2 separate regions of the Mus musculus genome follow, and region 1 is linked to region 2. The links are chromatin contacts, called in public Hi-C maps. All regions are on one chromosome and are shown on one strand. The core of a region is the stretch at or near the end of the contact, and the rest is flanking DNA. Distances in the headings are between cores, read along the strand shown. Region 1 overlaps A930035F09Rik (a long non-coding RNA gene). Region 2 has its middle 25 kb from the start of Gm32590.

Region 1 (6,857 bases), core at 2,430-4,929, 500 kb before region 2:
TGCATATGTATGTGTGTATGTGTCTGTGTGTGCATGCTTATGTGTATATGCGTATGTGTGCATGTGTAGCCATGAAGCGTGTATCCCTGTTCTCACAGCTTCTTTATTTGGGGTTTAGGAACAGCCTCAATTGGTAAAGGTTTTGCTCCATAAGTGGTCAATGTCCAGAACTCGTGTATACAGCCAGCATGGTGGTATGTACTTGTAATCTACAGACTATGGAGGTGGGGACACACATGTCCTTAGGGCTCACTGGTTAAATAGTCTGGGTGACTCAGTGAGCTCCAGGTTCCAGTGTTTCAAAAAACTAAGTGTATGGCGGGCAGTGGGGGTAAACACCTTTAATCCCAGTGCTTGGGAGGAAGAGGCAGGCAGATTTTTGAACTTGAGGACAGCCTGGTCTACAGAGTGAGCTCCAGGACAACCAGGGCTACACAGAAAAAAAAAAAAACAATTAAGTGTATGGTATCTGAGAAAACAGAGAGAGAGAGAGAGAGAGAGAGAGAGAGAGAGAGAGAGAGAGAGAGACCGACCAAAAATAAAAACAATAACAAAAACAAAACAAACAAAAAGCCAAGACAAAACCAAGAAAGCAAACCTCCAAACCCCAGCTCTATTTATATTCCCAGTTCAACCTGTGTAAGTGCATGGACATCATGTCAGCAAAAAAACAAAACAAAACAAAAAAACAACCCTAAGTCACTGGGCCCATCTTGCTTTTCACTCTCTTCCTTAGCCTCCATTAATGAAGAAGAGGGGCAACCCCAGTGCCTGCTCAACACCCACAGGTCACCTGAAGGGTCTGGTAGAATGCTAACCTTAGTCATCTTTGATTTAGTGAGGGAAAGAAACACCGACCCCTTTTCTGCTGTTAAATAATGATAATATATGCTCTAAAAACTCATTACGACCATAATCATGAATAGCTAGTGATTTAGAATTTGAGTTAAATAGTTAGGCTGCTACATTTGTGCTCTTTGGGTGTTTGAATATAATTATTTGAGGATTAAATTGAGAGACATCGATCAGTCCCAGGAATAAATAGCAGGCTTGCTTGCAAAGCCCAAATTGGAAGGGAGAAATGAGAGTTTGCAGAGAAGATGTCTGTTGTCTGAATGAATGAATAAGAAGCAGATACTCCACACCTAATTACAGAAAGGCTTCAGGAAAGGAATTGATTAGGGTTTTCAAGAAGATACCTGAGTAATGAAAGGTGATTTTAGGAAATGGTTTTGTTTTTGTTTCACCTTTAATGGACTCTAAGACTGGAGAAGGGATTTATTAAAGGAGAAAAATGATAACTATAATTATATCATTTAGCAATCTCAATTTGGACAAAAGCTTGGCAGTAGGATAGCTTTCTTGGAATAAAAGGAGTATGGAGGCCCAATTAAACACTACCTCCCATGGCACATATATTAGATTCACAAAAACCTATTACACCATCCTTGCTTGCTGATAGATATGTCCCCAGAAGTTTATATCACACTTGGAAAAAATGGAATTTATCACAAGAGCTAAACAAACAAGTAGCCTGTCGCTTTGTACCGAGGGTAACCTTAAAGCAAGGGTATTGCGTATAGTTATACCTCCAGGTCAGTTGATTGTACATATTTTTGAAAAAAGTAAATCCTTTCAATTAATTTTTTTCAGTGTAAATCTGTTTCAAATGACTTACTCTACACCCTAGAGTCCGGTTTTAATGTGCTTCTGTTAAGGATTTCATAACACGCGGTTTGGAATACTTTTGCCTGAAAGTACGAGCTGTTATCTCAGTGTAAAGCAAGGTGAATGGAAACACGCATACAAAGGTATTCTGTAGCTCCCACTGAAATCAAACTGGAGAAGGCAAGTCTGTGAAGCCAGGAGATCAGCAAGCAAGGGTGTGTGTTCAAAGGCTCTCTGCTCTTGGGCTCACAGCCAGTAGACTATCCTTGTGAGTCTATAGGGGTGGGAATGTGGGGAAGGTTTTGGACTCTCTCAATCCTCAGAGACCCCAAAAGACAAAGAAAATTCAAACCAGTAGATGTTTCATAGCACCTGGGAGAGAATCCCAGTCCACACATTCTTGCAGTTTCATAAACTAGCAAACACAGACCAGCATGGTGTTTTCCAATACTATAGGGCAATATATCACACACACAAATTACCTCTGGGCTCTGGCCAAGAAGAGCTTTAAGGAAACCAATGGATCTCCTGCCGTTTCACCACATTGAACTCACATCCTCCCTGTCTGCAACTACCCAGAGGAAACGACCGTTTTACCCAAAAATGAGACTGTAAAGTAAGGACAGGACTGAGCTCAGGATAGGATTCAGCATGGTAGGGGAAGGACCAGTAGTCACAGACTTTCCTCTCACCAGCACTGGGCACTGACTGGGCTTTGAAGTTCTGGGCTGGATTGGCAAATTATATTTCAAAGGAGCAGGAGGACATGATTAGGAAGGTTGGTGTGTGAAAACAGCACCTGGGGCTCTGATTGGGACACGAAAGATACTGCTGAGGATTTAGGGATGGCAAAAACTGGCTTGTGATTTCCTGTGCCTGTGAACAGGTTGCAAACTCACTTAGAAGCCAAAGGGGACCTTGGTATTCATCATGTGCTGCCCATCTTGTGTTTTGAGACAGGGTTGCTGATTGGCCTGAAACTTGCATGCTAGCAAGCCCCAACATTGGAATTACAAGTGTGCACCACCACACCTGCGTTTTTAATGTGGGTTATGGGGACCAAATTCAGGACCTCACCTTGTGCTTCAAGCATTTTATCAACTGAGCCATCTAACTATCTCTAAATGTTAAGGTGTTTGTTGCTGCTACTTCACCAGAATCCTTAGCTCCTGTCAAGAAGTTACCTTTGGTGCCTTCCCTATCCTTCACTATTCATCTTGCCCTTCTAGCACACTAACCTCCACACCCTTGCATACATTACCCCTCAAACTTCTCCATGCTGGAGGGGCATATACTTCTTATTGTCCCTTACACTGCAACATTGCTTGAACTGGTAATCCAAAGAACTCTGAGACCCAGCCAATGCCTTCAAAGATGTTACAATCTCCTTAAAATGATGAGAATAACAGACAATTGCAAACATAAAACTACCCAACTTGTGAGGGTAAATGCAAAATCTTATAGAAGAGAGGGTGTGATGTGATCTGGGTCAGCAAGGGTAAGGTGTGGTTTCAGCAGCTGGAGGGGGGGGGGGGCGATGTCAGGGAAGGAACCCAGGAAGGGTCAGGACTGAGGCTGTCAGGAAAAAAAAAAACAGCCAACAGGATCAGGAACAGACACAGATGGGATGTGGGAGGGGCTCCCATGCCAGAGCAGGGACCCTTCTGTGCTGGACCAAATGCTAGCAGGTGTGTGATAGGGAGGGAACCTGGAGTGTTGGGATGCTGAGGGCTAGTTTGCAGGGCTGGTGTTAAGTAGAAAGTGGAGGCCAACTGAGTCCAGAACCCAGGTTTGTTTGTTTGTTTGTTTTTGTCATGTTAGGAAAAGATGACATGGGAATAATGATTTAGAATCTCCCATGGACCAGTTGTAGTGGCTTAATTAAATGGCTTACTCAATGAAGGGCAGCATGTAAATCAGAAATTCCTGGGACAGGTTTTGAGAAGAGTCCTTGAAGACAAAGTATCAGGGTTAAAGTCTCAGATGGAACACTTCCTCTTTTTTGTTTTCCTTCCTACCTCCTTTACACTCTTGTCTATAGTGTGCACTCGCATGTGTGTGTGCTTGTGTGCATGCATGCATGTGTGTTTCATTTAACAAGACAATTTGCTGACCTGTTTGAGATGGCTCTGATGACTGTACAATAAGCGGGACTTAGTGATCCTGTGGAAGAGGGGAAAGGGGGGACACAAAGTATGATGGCAAACCCCTTCCCCATTTCTTTTTTGTTTTTCGAGACAGGGTTTCTCTGTATAGCCCTGGCTGTCCTGGAACTCACTTTTTAGACCAAGCTGGCCTCAAACTCAGAAATCTACCTGCCTCTGCCTCTGCCTCCTGAGTGTTGGGATTAAAGGCATGCACCACTATGCCCAGCTACCTTCCCCATTTCTTGAGTCCCCCATCTAAAGCTTCATCTCCCAAGGACAAGCACATCTCAGAAGCACACGCTTATTAATCTAAGACTAGGTCTGGGCCAGCCACAGCTTGCAGATGATGTTCTGTGATGAGCTTGTCATTTTGAGCTGACTGGAGATCTCCAAGCAGTTTGTTGAAAAAAAGGAAGTGGATCCTGTTTACTCCCAAACCCCACTGTGCTCAACAGGATTAAGAAATGAACACTGATGCTTTCCACAAGCCTTGTCCAGAGCTTCATCTTATGTGTGCTTACTTACTTGTGTGCACACTGAAGTTTGTACACGTTGGTGTGGCTCCTTCCCCCAGTCGAGATGGCAGTCTCATGACAAGGATACACCACTGGGGAGTCTGTTGCCATGGCCACTCCCATTCCTTCCCTTGCTTCCTAGCTCTTGGCATCATGCTTGTTTACTTATTTGCTTTTGCAGAGCTGGATGGTAGACCTCAGGATTTTCAATACTCTAGGTAAAAGCTCTACCAGTGAGCTTTACTTCCAGTCCCTTCTTTCTTTATGTGTTTTTCATTTCCATCATTTGCTTATTATAGACTCTTTCTGGGAATGGAGTGATGGCACATGTAAACTGTGATATCAGCTTTTCCACTTTGAACAATCCCCTGGCAACCCATCAGACTTGTGTCTGCACTAACAAGTATAGAGGAGTTCTCATTGTTGAATACCATAGTTCACTTTACATCTACCCTTTGAAAGACATTTGCTCACAGGCTTAGAATTAATCAAAGTCCCAGAAAATACTTGTGTACAGGCTCTTGTGTGAGCCTACCTTTTGATTTGTCCAGAATAAAGTCCTTATTCTCCTTATTCTGCTGGACCTTATGTGTGTGCTTAGTTTTCTAGTAAATCATAATTTTTTCCATAATGACTCTGCTATTTCACATTCCCATTGAAGATGAAGGTTTCTTGGCAATCTTGGTCAGTCTGGGACATACATACATGTGTGTGTGTGTGTGTGTGTGTGTGTGTGTGTGTGTATGCCACTACTACTGATGTGTAGAAATGGCTAAGGAGATTTGAAGAGTGCCATGGCAAATTTTATGTCAACTTAATGCAAGCTAGCATCCTCTAAAAGGTGGGACCCTCAATTGAGAGAAAAATGCCCCATAAGATTCAGCTGTAGGGTATTTTCTTAATTAGTGGTAAATAGGGGATGGCCCAGCCTATTGTGGGTGGTGCCATCTCTGGGCTGGTATTCCTGAGTTCTATAAGAAAGTTGATTAAACAAGCCATGTGAAGCAAGCCAGTAAGCAGCACTCCTCCATGGCCTCTGCATCAGCACCTGCCTCCAGGTTCCTGTTCTGTTTGAGTTCTGCCTGACTTCCTTTACTGATTAGCAACAATATGGAAGTGTAAGCTGAATAAAGCCTCTCCTCCATTGACTTGCCTTTGGCAATGGTGTTTTGCTGAAGCAATAGAAATACTAACTAAGACAGGCACTATATTAATTGCTTTTCTGTTGCTGTGATAAAACACCATGACCAAGACATCTTATAGAAGAAAAAAATCTGATTTTGTCTTCTGGTTCGAGGGGGCTAGAATCCGTAATGGTGGGGACAGCTTGGTGGTGGACAACATATGGCAAGCATGAAGGCTTAACAGCTAGAACAGGAAGCTGAAAGCTGAAAGTTCGCATCTCGAACTACGAGCATGAAGCAGAGGAGGTGGGAACACATGCACACACTAGGAATGGCATGAAGCCCTGGAACCTCAAGGTCTACCCCTAGTGATATGTCCTCCAGATGAGGTTGGTGACAAATCTTCAGTGGTGACCAATGGGAGAACATCTTTCCTCCTGGGAGCCCTCTGCAGTAAAGTGTCTTTTTCCTCCACTTTAAATGTAAGATTATTACAGTCTAGCATATTTTTAGTTCTTCTTGTAAAGGTAGCTGTTCTCAAACTCAAAATGTAGCCAAGAAATGACTTTGAACTTATGATCCCTTCTTTTTACCTCCCAGATGCTGAGATTACAAATCATGTACCACCATGTGTGCTTCATGTGGTGCTGGGAACTGACAAAGTCATAGAATAGGGCAGGTTTTGTAACTGGAAAATCTCATTCAGGACAGGGAGGTTCTCAACCCTTGACCCTCCTCCCCGACCTGCTTCTAGTTGAGCATGTCCTATGTTTACCATTCATGCACTGAGTTCAAGACTGACATCTATGTGTGCATCTTCAGGAATCCTAACTGCCAACTCATCATGCTAAGCACAACGTTTAGTAATCACAGTTTGGGAGAGAGGGGGTAATTACCGATGACTTCTAGAAATGGTCCTATGTTTCTACTTTCTTGACTCTAGCTTGATAAACCCTTCTCTATAGACAACCTCCAGGGTAAGCCCTTGAAAGAACTGTTAGATAATTGCTATTTAGTGTTTTCAAGCAAAAGCAATCATGTAAATATATACCAGAAACTTAGTAGCAATTCATCTGGAAGAATAAGCACAGATTTTTTTCCCTAAGGAAGTTAAAAAAAGTATTCCACAGAACAAAGTAAGAGGGTTGCAATAGATATAAAATTCAGAATTCAGCTTCAGTCAAGGACAAATGATTAGAGAGAATTGGGGTGCCCTAGAATATGGATAAATCCACAGAATACTTCTGGATGAAAACAAAACAATAAATGATTATTTATATTGCTTCACCTTTTTGTAAATGATTGATTAAAGTGCAAACAGAGTTAAGAAATTCAAGTATCCCTCATCAATCAGAGACCGAAATCTAGCTTGTAAGCTGAAGGCTGCTTTAGGGAGCTCACAG
Region 2 (6,230 bases), core at 1,519-4,018:
AGGCAGGGACTTTACAGGAACCAGTGGATCCGATTAGCACCAGGGGTCCACAAGTCAGGCAGGCATTTCCTGGCTATGAATTATCAGTGGCATCTTTAAACACAAATCGACAGCCAAAACCAGCACAGCCTTCTCTGGACTCTCAGAACCTTAGTGGGGAGCTACCCTACCCAAGTTTTATATTCTAATTTTTTTTTTTAATGGAAGAACATCTTGAGATTTTTGTTGTCACGCTGACATCTATGCTTGGGAGACTGCTACATGCCTGCTCCAGTGAACCAAGCACAGCTTAGTTAGCGATGTTTACATTTTGCACTTCGAGGAACACACATATGTAGACGCCAGACTGTGTGAAGTTTGTTATTGTGATAAGAGTTATAGAGATGCTTGTTGCTAATTGAGTCATTTCTACACTCTCCTGTCCCTGTGAAATTTCAGACACCAGATATGTAACGATGAAGTCAAAATTCTCTTCAGCTATAAACTAGTCATTCAACAACTGTTTGCATAAAACAATGAACTTTTAAGCTGGGAAATTTATTCCATAAGTAAAACCAACCACATTAGACACAGTCATTCTTAGAAAAAGATCTAATTAATGACTAGCAAGTAGTTTGTTTTTCCACACATATTGTCCTTAAACCTCTGGTGTTTGCTCCCTACCTATCCATCAGACATGGCTGCCAAAGGAGAAATTAGATACCAAGTAGCAGACAGCGGATAATGGAGGACAATGTCTGCTGGCTGATCCTGCTGGTTTAATAGCTCCTTTCTTTCCATGTGTATGTGTGCCTGCAGCCATTGTACTCATGGAACAAATGCCATGGAACTCTCTGTGTTCCACCATGAAGGAGTGTCCTTACACAACGCACAGCTCAGCTGCCTGTTTCAAAACAGATTTCTACATTAATAGAGAGAGAAATAACACCTCTTTCTCTAACATCTTTAACATGTTACCTACTACCTTTGTGTCTCAAGCAAAGGCCAGCCAAGAAAGGCAGGATTGAAGTCCATCCCTTCTCACTAATCAGAATGACAGGGCAAGTCTGTAAGGACCAGAAGATCTAGACTTAGACCTTATGGAACATATGGTTTCTATCACAATGGTCTAATTTGCTGACACAGTCTAAAAACCTTTAAGTCACTTGAAAATAAATATAGTGAAATTTGATGAGATTTATGGAAACTGAGATTTGAATTTTGTATAATTTTAACATGCCACAATATACCCCCCCTGTGCAATCAACAGCAAATATTAAAGACAGTAATAGATAGTTTTCTGACCCCTATCCTATAGACTACACTCTTTAAATGCATCTATGGCCACTGGAGAATTCACCAGTATTTCCATGTATTACATTTATGTCATTGGTTTTGCCACTATACTGAGGAATTAGATAGAGGGGGTCCAAGTGACATCAGATGAACTCACTGTGAAATTACCACCATAGCTTCATTCCGGTATTATGGCATTTACCAACTCTCTTGGGTCTTACTCAAACTCCTGGGCAGTGCTTTATCATGAAGAATCATGGCACTGATCACTTTGCCTGTTTGCTTAAATTGTTAGGAAGGTCACAAGCTACAGTACAAATGGGGAATCAAGAGATTAGTAAATAAAAGGTTTTTTAAAAGTTAAAGAAGGAAGTTCATAGCATGGGTGATTTGTTAATCAGAAGACGATTGCTAATCTGTTCAAGTCTAGCAATATATGTTGTATTGCACAGCAGATACTTGGTATAAATGCAACCCACCTCAATCTTGTGTATCTATATATACACTTTGGTTCTGAAGACCCAACCCAAAGTTCCATAGATGCTAAGCACATGCTTCCATTGAACTACATCTTTCTATCCTATCATGTTTTCTAGCCCAAGTTTTCCCTTTAAAAGTGGTTCCTCACTTTTAAAATATCATGTCCTGGCACATATTTTAGTAATTACGCTAATTAAGAAAGGTTCAAACAAAATGTTCAAGCATAATGCACTCATAAAGTTCTTGCTTCTGTATTTAAAAGCATAGGTGATTTGTTAATCAGATGATGATTGTCAAGATGCTCTCCAAAAGGAACAGCACAACCTCCAGGTGTAGAGCTATTGAGTGGTTTTACTATAGTGATGTTTTACTATCAAGGGTGAAGATTCATCATGAAGGGAGTCTCCAGCAGAAAAGCCCAGTAATGCCAGAAAACAAAGTGCAGTACTTCTGCAATAGAAGTGGGGCCACCAAGGGCAAGAGGATCAGAGACATCAAAAGCACAGTGACCAAGAGTCACTAGATCTCGGGACCCCTCTTAGAACATTTAAATCCTCTTCTCTCAGGTATTGAGAATGGAAATCTGTATTTCTCTTCACTTTTGAGAGAGCATCTCATATATGCTATGCTGGCCTGGAACTATTGATGTAGCCAAAGATGAGGTGAACTTCTGGCCTTCCTGCCTCTACCTCCAGACTGTAGGGATTATAAGGGTACCGCACTCAGTTTCTATGGTTCTGAGGATGAAATTTAGGTCTACTCCACATGCTGATCAAACATTCTAAGCTACATCTCCAGCTCAAATCTGCATTTTAGATGTGATTTCTAAAGAGTTCTTAAAATATCAAAAATTAAGTGATATCACCCAAGGACCCACAAGAAGGATGACTTAAAAAACACTCATGCACGTGGTTAGCACTGGGAATTTCCAGCAGATTGGCCCAGGGGAAGAGAGCTGTCAGGCAAAAATGAATGGTTTGGGTGTAAATGTAGAGCACAGATGATGGTGACCACAGCTGCCAGGGCCAACTTCCTTCTGTTCAGTTCCTGGATCCCTTCCTTACTGGCTGTCTGGCCTTGGGCCAGTCAAATTCAACTTCCTGGAGATGGATTCTTCATAATCACTACATTGTAAGGTGAGGGTATCAGTCAGCTGAAGTTTATTGGGATTATTCTGTGAGTCATAGAAGATCTTTAACCTCAGAAACTTAGTTTTCCCCTTAGCTAAAGCACAACTGCTCCTCCTTTTTCTCCTTTTTTTCCTCCTCCTCCTCCTCCTCCTCCTCCTCCTCCTCCTCCTCCTTTCCCTTCTCCTCACCCTTCTTCTTTCTCTTCCTCTTCTTTTACTTGTGTGTGTGTGTGTGGAGGGGTATGCACATGTGAAGTACCATGAGTATGGAGGTCAGGAAGTCAATTTGTGGAAGTCACTTCTCTGCTTCCTCCATGTAAGTCTCAGTGACTCAATTCAGATCATGTTTGTCAGCTTGGTAGGTTTACCCACGCTCATGGCTTCAATATGCTTGCCTCAGGGAGTAGCACTATTTGGAGGTGTGACATTGTTGGAGTACGTCTGTCTCTGTGAGCGTGGGCTTTAAGACCCTCATCCTAGCTGCCTGGAAGTCAGTCTTCCACTAGCAGCCTTTGGATGAAGATGTAAAACTCTCAGCTCTGCCTGTGCCATGCCTGCCTGGATATTGCCATGCTCCTGCCTTGATGATAATGGACTGAACCTCTGAACCTGTAAGCCAGCCCCAATTAAATGCTGTTTTTTATAAGACTTGCCTTGGTCATGGTGTCTATTCACAGCAGTAAAACCCTAAGACACCCGCCTAACTGTCTTGGCTCTTGAGTTTCATTATGACATCATTCTTCTGTTCTCAATGACCCTCTTCCTCTTCCCAACTTTCAACTTCAGCTTCCATGCCTTTGTGTGTGCATGATTCAATAAGTTTAATTGGGGTTGCTTTGTAGTGTGTGTCAAGGTTTACTTATAAGCGCATAGGCAACATATGATGGCTGCATCATTGAAGAAACTGACTCATGGGTTCTTATCAGACCTCACCACACCTCCAATTCTCTGGTCCTTTCTCTCCTTTTCATTTGCATGCACCCTGTCTTATAGCCAAGCTCAACTACATAGAAATGAGGTTGAAGGTGTGCTACATGGAAGTCATGGGGCAAAGCTCACACAACAAAGTGTGGTGGGGATTTTTGTAGTGTGTGAGAGAAATCAAAATGTTGTGAGAAAGGGGAGTGATGAAGGGGAATGGTTCTTGCACAAAAGGTTGAGGAATAATGGAGAGGAACAGTTCTATCAGAGTAAGCTGATGAACTTCCACAGTGCAGCTCAGGCTCCTGGCTCACAAGGGGATTTTAAAGGGGGAAGGTATTAAAGTAATTCTGATGCCTGCTGAGCTTTGGGGCCTCAGAGCTGCCCAGGAAACACCCTAATTAACAGAAGTGTTAAGATTTCCTGTTGGGTGTGGTTAAATCAAACCAATGCATAATAAAAGAAACCCTTGTTTTCTGGGATCATGGCCTTATTCTAAAAGACCTCATCAGTGGATACCGAGAAGCTATCCCAAAGATGAGATCCGCTCTGTTCTTGAATTAAAAATTATGGCCCATGAATTGTAAAGTATAACAATAGCTGCAATAAAATGACTGAGAAACCCAAATTCATCTAATCACGCATCCATCTGGCTCATTCAAGCACACACAGTGCACAAAAGACTATGGTTGCTGCCTGCCTTCCCTCTGCTTTCCCTGAATAGAGTGTCAGGAGATCACCATCAAACCCTGTGATAAACACTCACATTTCCACAAATGTAGATTGTGTTTTAGAGAGATCAGCTTTAAATTAGTTTATTAAAATAGGATAAAACCCAGAAGTCTAAAAGAGCAGCGTTAATATTCTGCTCAAATCATCTCTTGATTTCTGTTTCGAAGGGCACTCACTGTAAGACAGCCTGGTTTTTATTACAGTGAAGAAAGGGACTCCTTCCATTAATCAGACAGAGCCATAAAAACAGGTTTCTCTAAAAGCCGATGCCTGACAAGTCCAAGTGCAAAGTTTGATTTTGTGAGAAGGTAAAGAATCTCTTTAGAAATATTATAATCAATTCTGAAAACTTAATTTTTTTTAAAGCTCCGTGGCATTTTAGCTATTGTGATTTCAATACCAAATGTTCCTCCAAGTGATCTTATTCTGTCTCGTGGAAGAAAATGAACTATTTAGCTCCGTGCTTAATGGCTAACTCCATTCAGTGTATCCATTAGGGCCATCCCCCAGACAGCTCTGATCGATACATCTGGTTATGAACCAGAGGTCCTTGCAGCCAGCGATACTCAGTGGAGATAAAGAGCTGAGGGCCCTGGGTGATTGATGCTTTCACAGCAGTGTCCTGACAGGTGAAGCTCCACAAGGCAGAGTAGAAAACCATATGAAGGCAACCAATAGGTCTTGGGGGAAAAGCTGGCCAGCTTGGCCAGGAGTCCCAGCTGAGAGTCAACAGAACTGAGCCCTGGTGCTGCCCCTGGGATTTCCTGTGGAATCTGGACTCTGTCTACATCTTCTGTGACAAAGAAGTTCCCTGATCCCCAGGGACTCTCTTGGAATCAGGCTATGGAGTGCTTCCAGTAGGGAGTCACAGGGGTGCTAATCAAGGAGGCTGTTCTCCCTGCACTCCTCATTCCTACCCTGCAGATTGCTCTGACTGGCAGCTGTGACCTGCATCCTTATGGCAAGCACAGCCTTCCAGGTATTTGGACATATTCTAAGAAGCTCTAGCTCAAATCCCAGAAGGGTAGCCAGCAATTAGCAATGGCAAGGCCTTATCACTAAGAGCCTTCCAGTGTGACAGTCTCACTCATGCATTTGAATAGACAGGTGTGCAGCCATGCGAACATACTCCCCTCATCTAAGTGGCAGAGTAGAAAGGGAATTCCAAATATTGTACAATTTAACTGGAGAACTTTGAAGCTCATTAAAAATGTGAAGAATTGAAGTCACAGTGTTCGTAAGAAACACTGAAGCATAAGAAGGTCTGGAGAGATGGTTCAGACAGTAAAGTGCCTGCTGCACCAGAGGCAGGTTTGAGAACCTGAAATTGATACCCAGAACCCAGGTGAAAAAGCTATCCCTGGTGGCATGTGGTGGTAATTCTAGCACTGGGGAAGCAGAGACTGAAGAATCTCTGAGATGCAAAGGTCACCCAGCCTGAACTAGCTGGTGAGCTTCAGGCCAGTAAGAGACCCTTTCCCAAAACATGAGGTAGCCAGACTGACCACTAGCTTCCCATGTACATGGGCAGGCAGAAGCACACATAGACACACAAACAGCCACATATTCACATATGTGATCACATACATGAACACAGACATAATCACACATGAAATGTTTACTCACATACACACTCAGACACATGAAGATGTACCTGAACACTCACTCACATACATTCACTGCCATACTTACA

What was found. Hi-C and Micro-C count contacts between places; a contact is called where the count stands out from the background.
Region 1: a Hi-C map of bone marrow-derived macrophages shows a contact between it and region 2, with 16 read pairs. The contact joins two enhancer-like sites.

The regions. Positions count from the first base shown.
Region 1 is chr8:128,280,388-128,287,244 of GRCm38.p6, reverse strand. The region is part of intron 1 of A930035F09Rik (a long non-coding RNA gene); the gene reads left to right. Among named protein-coding and RNA genes, the nearest start is that of Mir21c, 5.6 kb to the right of the region's middle. Within about 2 kb of position 3,679, at least 7 of the 459 cell types and tissues checked have an H3K27ac peak or open chromatin away from gene starts, as enhancers often do. A contact at or near this core is called in bone marrow-derived macrophages, where this site is marked.
Region 2 is chr8:127,777,744-127,783,973 of GRCm38.p6, reverse strand. No RefSeq gene overlaps it. Among named protein-coding and RNA genes, the nearest start is that of Gm32590, 25 kb to the left of the region's middle. Within about 2 kb of position 2,768, at least 6 of the 459 cell types and tissues checked have an H3K27ac peak or open chromatin away from gene starts, as enhancers often do. A contact at or near this core is called in bone marrow-derived macrophages, where this site is marked.